Regions from separate parts of the Triticum aestivum genome. Here region 1 is linked to region 2. The links are chromatin contacts, called in public Hi-C maps. All regions are on one chromosome and are shown on one strand. Each heading gives the region's core, a stretch centred on a gene start, on an enhancer-like site or on the middle of the called end of the contact. The rest is flanking DNA. Distances are from core to core; before and after follow the strand shown. Region 1 holds the start of LOC101290656 (protein O-glucosyltransferase 1). Region 2 holds the start of LOC123112596.

Region 1 (3,668 bases), core at 625-3,124, 180 kb before region 2:
TGCATGAGCCGCTGGCCGCGCTTCCCGACGCGCTCCGCCTCCTCCGGGTGCGCGTTGCCCCACTCCACGGCGTCCCGGATGGACTCGCACATCCCCACCGTGCTCACCGGCCAGTGGTTCACCCGCGGCTCCAGCCCCCGGCTGAAGAAGTCCTGGTACAGCGGGTCGATCAGCAGCGCCATGGACCCGCACGACAGGATGTACTTGAGGCTCACCGACCACGCGAACCCCTCCGCGTAGATCTTGTACCTGCGCCGCGCCCGCCCATCATAAACACGTTAGCGTGAGCTGGTCCATCGGTCGGAGCACGAGAATCGGCACGCCATTGCCCCCATGGATGGACAGAGCTAGAAGACGAAGGCGGTTTACCGGTGCGTGCACTGGCTGGAGAGCTTGGAGTTCTGGTACCCGGATTTGGCCTCCTCCTCCCAGTTCTGCATGAAAATGTGATTGTTCAGCTCGATCTCGGCTCGCCACACGTGCATTCAAATGGATAGAGATGGACGATGGATTACTTGGCGCATGATCTCGGCTCGCCACAGGTTGGTGTCGTTGCAGGCGAGCAGAGCGAGTCGTAGTGGCGACGCCACGTCCGGGTTGCCCTTCCAGTACGCCGTGGGCACCCTGTCCGGCCACTTCACCCGCCTGGAGCCCTGCTTGATGCTCCTGAACTCCCGGGTCCACGGCTCGATGTGCGTCTCCGGCCAGCCCCAGAAGGACCAGTCCGGGAACGGGATGTCGAAGTGGTCGCGGGTGGTGCAGTAGCGGAACAGGGGAGGCGGCGGCGGCGCGCCCTCGCCGGTGTGCTCCGTGCGGTTGATGGCGGGCCGGTCCATGCAGTCGAACATGAGGTCCACGTCCGGGACGCGGCCGGGGTACCGCCGCATGAGCTGCAGCAGGCTCCACACGGTGAAGAGCGCGCGGCTCTGGACGCAGGCGTAGTAGAGGTCCACGTGCAGCCGCGTCCCGCCGCCCGTGATGGTGACGCGCATGGACGCGCGGTAGCGGCCCGACTCGAGGAGCGCGCGCGTGATGCCGCCGCCGCCGCCGTCGCGCCGCCGCCAGGGCGCCAGGTCGCGGCGGATGGCGGCGAAGTAGGACGGGCACTGCCGCGGCCGCGACGCGTTGGCCGCCGCCGCCGCTGGCTTCGGCTGCGAGAGCGGCGGGAGGCAGGAGAGGTAGGAGGCGCACCGGAGCGCGGCGCGCGGCGGCGGGCGGCCCTTGTCGTGCGGGAACGGGTGCCACGGCGTCGGCTCCAGGTTGTGCCCCAGCAGCGTCCGCGTCCGGGACAGCGCGTCGTCGTACGCCTGCAACATTAATCACCGCGCCGAGAAACCATGGTCACCATCGACGTGGATGCATACACGAAAGGTGTCAATCGACATGAAACGAGTCGACGAAGCACGCGAGAGAGATTCGCATTGTTCGTCGTGATCAATATCGAGAGAACTTCGCAATTCCACCCGATCCGCAGAGAACCGGACGGGAACCCAAGAAATGGAAGAATCAACGGGGACACGACGAACCGAGTGGAGGACGGCGATGACGATGACGGCGGAGAAGGCGGCGATGGTGGAGACGACGAGGGAGGCGAGGGGAGGGTACCGTCCGGCGCGGGCGGCACGGGCGCCGCCGCCCTCCGTCGTGTAGCCGCCCATGGAGCACGCAGGTGGCCGGAGACGGCGGAACGAGCGGACGTAGTGCGAGTGCAAGTGGAGGAGGAAGTGGGAGGTGACGAGTGCAGGTGTGGACTGATAAGATCCTGCGCCATTCTTGGCATCCTCCCCTCAAATTGTGCAACTGAAAGTCGATCGATCGATCGATCGACTGCTATCTGCTGCATGCCACAACCATCCAACGTTTCTCTCTGGTTTTCTTCTTTTGAAAGTTTGTTACAAGGGTGAGGTTTACCCGGTCTTAGGCCCCAACCACGTTAAATTAACTGCCACTATCATTTTTTATATCAATATAAAACATGTTGTAATTACCAAATCTTCGGTACTCCGATCTTGAGTGGTTGCCACAAAAAGGGGGGAAGATGGAGTCCCGGCCACCCAAAGGGTATCCAAACTTCTTTATCAGTAGTTTCTTTTTTGAGATGGTGTACCCGCCTTCTTTATTATTATCAATACCAAAATGTCATGTCAAAAATAATAATACGTTTTCTAATGGTTTTAATGGGCCCTGCATCATCATGATGTACTACAACTTAGTACTATATCATATCCGGAAAAGGGAACAGATCGAGGCTCAAATGGGTGCCGAACGTCTTGTTCCAGCTATCCACTCCTCATGACGCCCATGCTGTGCTTATCATGTGTATTCCATTATTGGCATGGGATGACCTCATTGCTTGACACAATGAGAAGAATAGAGTTTTTTTTTTTTTTTTTTTTGGTTAGGGGTGCATATAGAATGACATTCAACGAGTGCAATCATGTTGCAGATACGGGTCAACATAGTGGAGCTCCTGATGGTGGGGGGAAACTGTGGAACCTAATATGGCAGGCTAACATTAAGGGCAGAGATACCAATCAACTCGCATGAGACCCGAGTTAAGCTTAATTCTCCTTGAGAAAATGTCCAAGGAAGGACTCCCAAGGAAACATTGCCCTACGCCCCTACCAAACATCCAATCAAGAACATATATTATTAGGGAAGAAGACGCTGCTAGCTAGCGCAAGTCCACAAAATTCGACGTGCACCCACCATGAATTTTGGGTTTGGAAAACTCGCATCCGACTTGCAGGAGTCTGCTATAGATCACCATCCTGTTGTACCCCAACAACAGCACGCAATCACCCCGATGAACCGGCTGGCGCCTCAAATATGAGTCCGCTATAGACCATCATCTTTAGCTTCTTTGTTTAGAGTCATAACAAGAGCCCCTAGACAAAGAAGCTCAAGAAGTTCCAGAGTATTCATTTACTTAAATGTGATTTTCTGTTACAGACATATATAAGAGAGGAGTGAAGATATATTGGAGATAGAGAGAGAGACAATTTTAAAATATAAGTATTTCGTAAACCAGAAACACTCAAATACTTCATAGACACTAGAATAAGTATTGAATAGAAGTTTTCCATTGGATTACTTGAAATATATAGTTATCAATTAGGCTATAAATTAAGCATTTCTATCTTGCCTAAATTTGTGTATTTTATTTCCATTCTCTAGTATTGACTTGTTTGTGTATCAAACTTGACTTGTTAGAGCATCTTCAATCGGACTCCTCAAACAATCATCATATGTCCATGTGGATAGTCTAGACATGGCCCGGGAGAATAGAAAAAGACCACCTAATAGGACCCCCCCAAATTCTTATCATATGTTCAGGCCGTATTCAAATCCTCAAACTCAACCCATATAGGAGGATATAAACGAGGGTGTCTGGGCAGTCCGCCATGTCAGACGTGGCCCACCAATCATATACATCTGATCACATAATTCGAGGTACACAACATACACAAATGAAGGTTAAAGTGGAAATACCCGAATGCTGTTTGAATGAGTCCGCGGAAGTATAAGTGGCCAAATTAGTCAAATATGGTTGTAGATGCCCTTAACAAGCCTGTAGATGCCCTTAACAAGCCTGAAATCGCACCCTCCTGTGAGTAGGTCTGGCGGGTACGTACAATGAAACCTACAACGCACTCATAGGATTACTT
Region 2 (3,597 bases), core at 353-2,852:
GAGGAGGAGGGGCAGCTCGTCGCCGGCTAGCCGCTGGCACTGGGTGAACAGCCACCACCTGGTGTGAGCTTGAGAAGGAGGAAAGAAACTTGGGAGGGAACAGATGGGGGCCATCGGGGTACTAGGGTTGCTGATTGCTTCTTTACTGGGTTGAGAGGGCTGGGCTGGGCCGTATCCAAAACGTATTGGCAAGTATCGGGGGAGTATTGTAATTCTTTTAAATCATTTATTCAAGGATCCTCCATGGATACGCATAGGGGGAGTATCGGAGGCAAATCGGTATCTGATACGGTATCCAATACAGATTCGCTGGTTGGCTCAAGTATGTGTACATTCGAGTATGGAACAGATACAAAACTAGATCCGTTATTCAAGTATAACATACAAATCCCAAATATGGATTACTGACATACAACATTCATAAGTAATCATTGATAGACGTTGTGCACAACTTAACTCAAAATTTCACCGTCAGGAAATCAGCAGTTTTTTTATTAAACCAGAGGACTGATATGAGGTACCAGTACAAGAAAACACACATTGATATATTGTATGTGTCTGTGGCAGTAATACCTTTGAGGTGATGAGCTGGCAATCATCCTGGTCGCGCCGGAATATATAGACACATTTTCGATCCAGACTGTCCCTGGCTATGATGGTACCGTAGACATAGAGTGGGTAGCCATAGTCAGAGGAAACAATCTTGATGGAAACAACATTGACTGAATTTTTGAGCCGGAATCCCTCTTTGAAGATTTTACCAGTATGTCGCATGGGACCAACAGGTGCTGTCAAATGAGAAGAAAACGCATATAAATCAATCAAAGAGAGTAACAAAAGAGTATGTATGTATGTACTCCCTCCATTCCGAATTACTTGTCACACGTATGGATGTATCTAGATGTATTTTAGTTCTAGATACATTCATTTCAGAGACGAGTAATTCGGAACGGAGGGAGTATGTAGGTGTAAACCGAGCCTAATTGAGGAATGAATTTGAAAGTGGCAGCCTTTGCTTCCGAATAAATCTAGCAGAAAGTGAAAGTAACCTTCAGATTTATTTTGATGAATGAATGACACTGACTGACTGGTGTTTGAATTGAAATGAATTAGACATGCACAACGAAGCAACAAGGATGGATAGGCTTGTTCTGTTGCAAGGGGAGGGGTATGAAGGGGATTTGAGTGGATTGGGGAGGATAAAATCTGCTATGAATCAAAATCCACCTCCAAAAGAGGTTTAACCGAACATAACGAGATGCATATTAAGGGGGATTGGATTGGATTGGAACGTACACTCCTCGTCCAGGTCGAGTTTGCCGTTGAAGAAGTAGCGGACGTATATGAAACGACCCTGCTTGGGGTCGTACTCGCTGTATCGCGGGTCCAATGAATCCTCCGGCGACTCGCACCGATACTCTTCTTGGTCCCACTCCCACTTTCTCGCCGCAGCAGCCGCCGCCACGGGAGAAGAATCGCCGCCGGCCATGGAAGAGGACTCTCTCTCTCTCTCTCTCTCTCTCTCTCTCTCTCTCTCTCTAGGGTTTGGTCGATCCAAGAGTTTTTTTTTAGTTGAGAAAGATGGACGAGTCGGGGATCTCGAAATAGAAAGAGGAGCCATATCATATCACAACTTGGGCCCTTTTAGGCGCGCGCTCGACGGTCAGAGGCCTAGGCCCATTCACTGTGTGTCGTCCAACACAGTGGGCATCATCGTGTTGGACTCGTTGGGCCATTCTGGCCCATAGTAGCCCTCACGATCACCCCCCAACCAAGGACAAGACAACGAAAAACGCTGCCTTCCCTCAACACACACACACACACGCACCGGCGCGCGGCTTGCTTCACCATCGTTCTCAGCCAGAAAAACCTCGCTCCTCCGGCAAAACCCTAGCCGAATCTGGTACGATCTGCTGAGGTTCGACGATCGGCGGACCAGCATTGGCGGCATGGATCCTTTTGAGGTGCCACCCCCCTCCACTCTCCCCGCCCCCCTCCTCGTTTTTCTCATGGGCCTCCGCACAAAACCCACCTTTCTTAATCCTGGGCCTTAATCACTTTATTTATTAATTGCGGTCCGTGCGGTTTGGAATCAGTTCATGGTCCGATTATTTCCCCCATCAAGTAGGGGGCGTTGGGTTAGTAGGGCTGGCTGGGATTGGATTTCTCGCAGATTTCGTGTCACGTGTGCGTTTGTTTGGTTCCGTACGGATTTCCTACATTTATTGTTGCATTTATTATTGTTATATATATGATGATTGATTGGGACGATATACAGCAAACGCAAGTTGCTGGCAAACGAAATAGTACTAGATAATACTGTTTATCCTTCATATACTTTTACATGATGATGGGATCTTACGGCCTTAAACCATCTCATCAACATAAATTGGTATCTTCTACCGATTGATTGCATGGTTGGATCCTACGCTCATGTTATATAATCTTCACTTGCAGAACTCCCCGACATTCCACTTGCAGCTGGACGAGGATCCTGAGACCATGAGCAGTAATTATGACGCTCTGCTTGATGAAATTATCCAGCATATCAGACAGCTTTGGGGTCAAGTGAATGGACAGCAGAATGGGATGGTGGAAGGTATTTTAAGCTTGCCCCAGGGTGCAGGCAAATTCATTATTGTGCTACTCGCTCCACAACACTGGGTGCGCAATAACACTGATCCAGTTAGACTATTGTTTTCCTTCCATAATCTGTATTCTGATGGTTTTCACCGAAAAGGCAAGTGGTACCTATTTAAAGATATCTATCTAGAGATGCAACAGCGTGGAGAAATTGCAGGAACCAATTTAAGATCACTTGGTTTTACTGGCAACTATAACCAACTGGGTTCTGAATTCAGTAGCATTAACTTAGGAGGTTATGCGCTCTTCCAAATTTACAAAGGCATTACTGAGTTTCCTGGGAAAGAAATCAAACCACAGCTCAAGCTGAGTGTGGTCAGCTTTTCAGAGAGCATGCGATTTCCAATGCTTCGCAAGTACATACGTGACCGCATGTCCATGGGTCTGTCTTCCGCAGAGAATATTGAATGGTTGTCGCATCATTTCCAGGATTGGTCAGTTTATTGTGAGAAGATACGTGACGGTAGAGATGCTTTTGGAGCTATTCCTGGAATAGATAACTTTGATGACCTGCTTGCACTTGTTAGTATGATACTATAGATGATCTTTGGTAGCTTAACAGTTGACAGATGCACAATGATACTATAGATGATCTTTGGTGGCTTAACAGTTGACAGGTGCACAATGTAATCCTCATCAACAAAAACAAGGTCATCACTTCTCTGCAACTTAAAATAGGTACCGCTGACTGTGAGCCCTCAAAATTTAGCCCATTGGTACTCAGTCTAAACAATAGCATGGGATGTCAAGGACTGAGCAAGTCATACTTACCTCTGATATCTTTGGGTTCTTCTATGTCTGAAGATAGAACTTGCTACAAAGAGTTCCATATTCAGTGGATAACAGGCAAGATGCAGAACTAAAGTGACAAAAGAGCACAAATAACAATGTTATGGCTGCACAATGTTTTATGTATGGATGTCAGGAACTGTGGTTTCATACAACGACATTTGT

The links. A called contact is a pair of places that touch in the nucleus more often than the background predicts.
Region 1: a contact with region 2 is called in a Hi-C map of leaf, with 4 times the contacts expected there. The contact joins the promoter of LOC101290656 here to the promoter of LOC123112596 in region 2. A contact is called at or near these places in 3 of 5 Hi-C or Micro-C datasets (leaf and root).

Annotation. Positions count from the first base shown.
Region 1 is chr1B:143,974,211-143,977,878 of IWGSC CS RefSeq v2.1, reverse strand. LOC101290656 (protein O-glucosyltransferase 1) reads right to left here and starts at 1,874. Exons shown (of 4, transcript XM_044533666.1): 1 at 1,527-1,874; 2 at 516-1,307; 3 at 370-434; 4 at 1-249. The coding sequence starts at 1,658.
Region 2 is chr1B:143,795,296-143,798,892 of IWGSC CS RefSeq v2.1, reverse strand. LOC123112596 reads right to left here and starts at 1,602. Exons shown (of 3, transcript XM_044533627.1): 1 at 1,297-1,602; 2 at 574-788. The coding sequence starts at 1,489.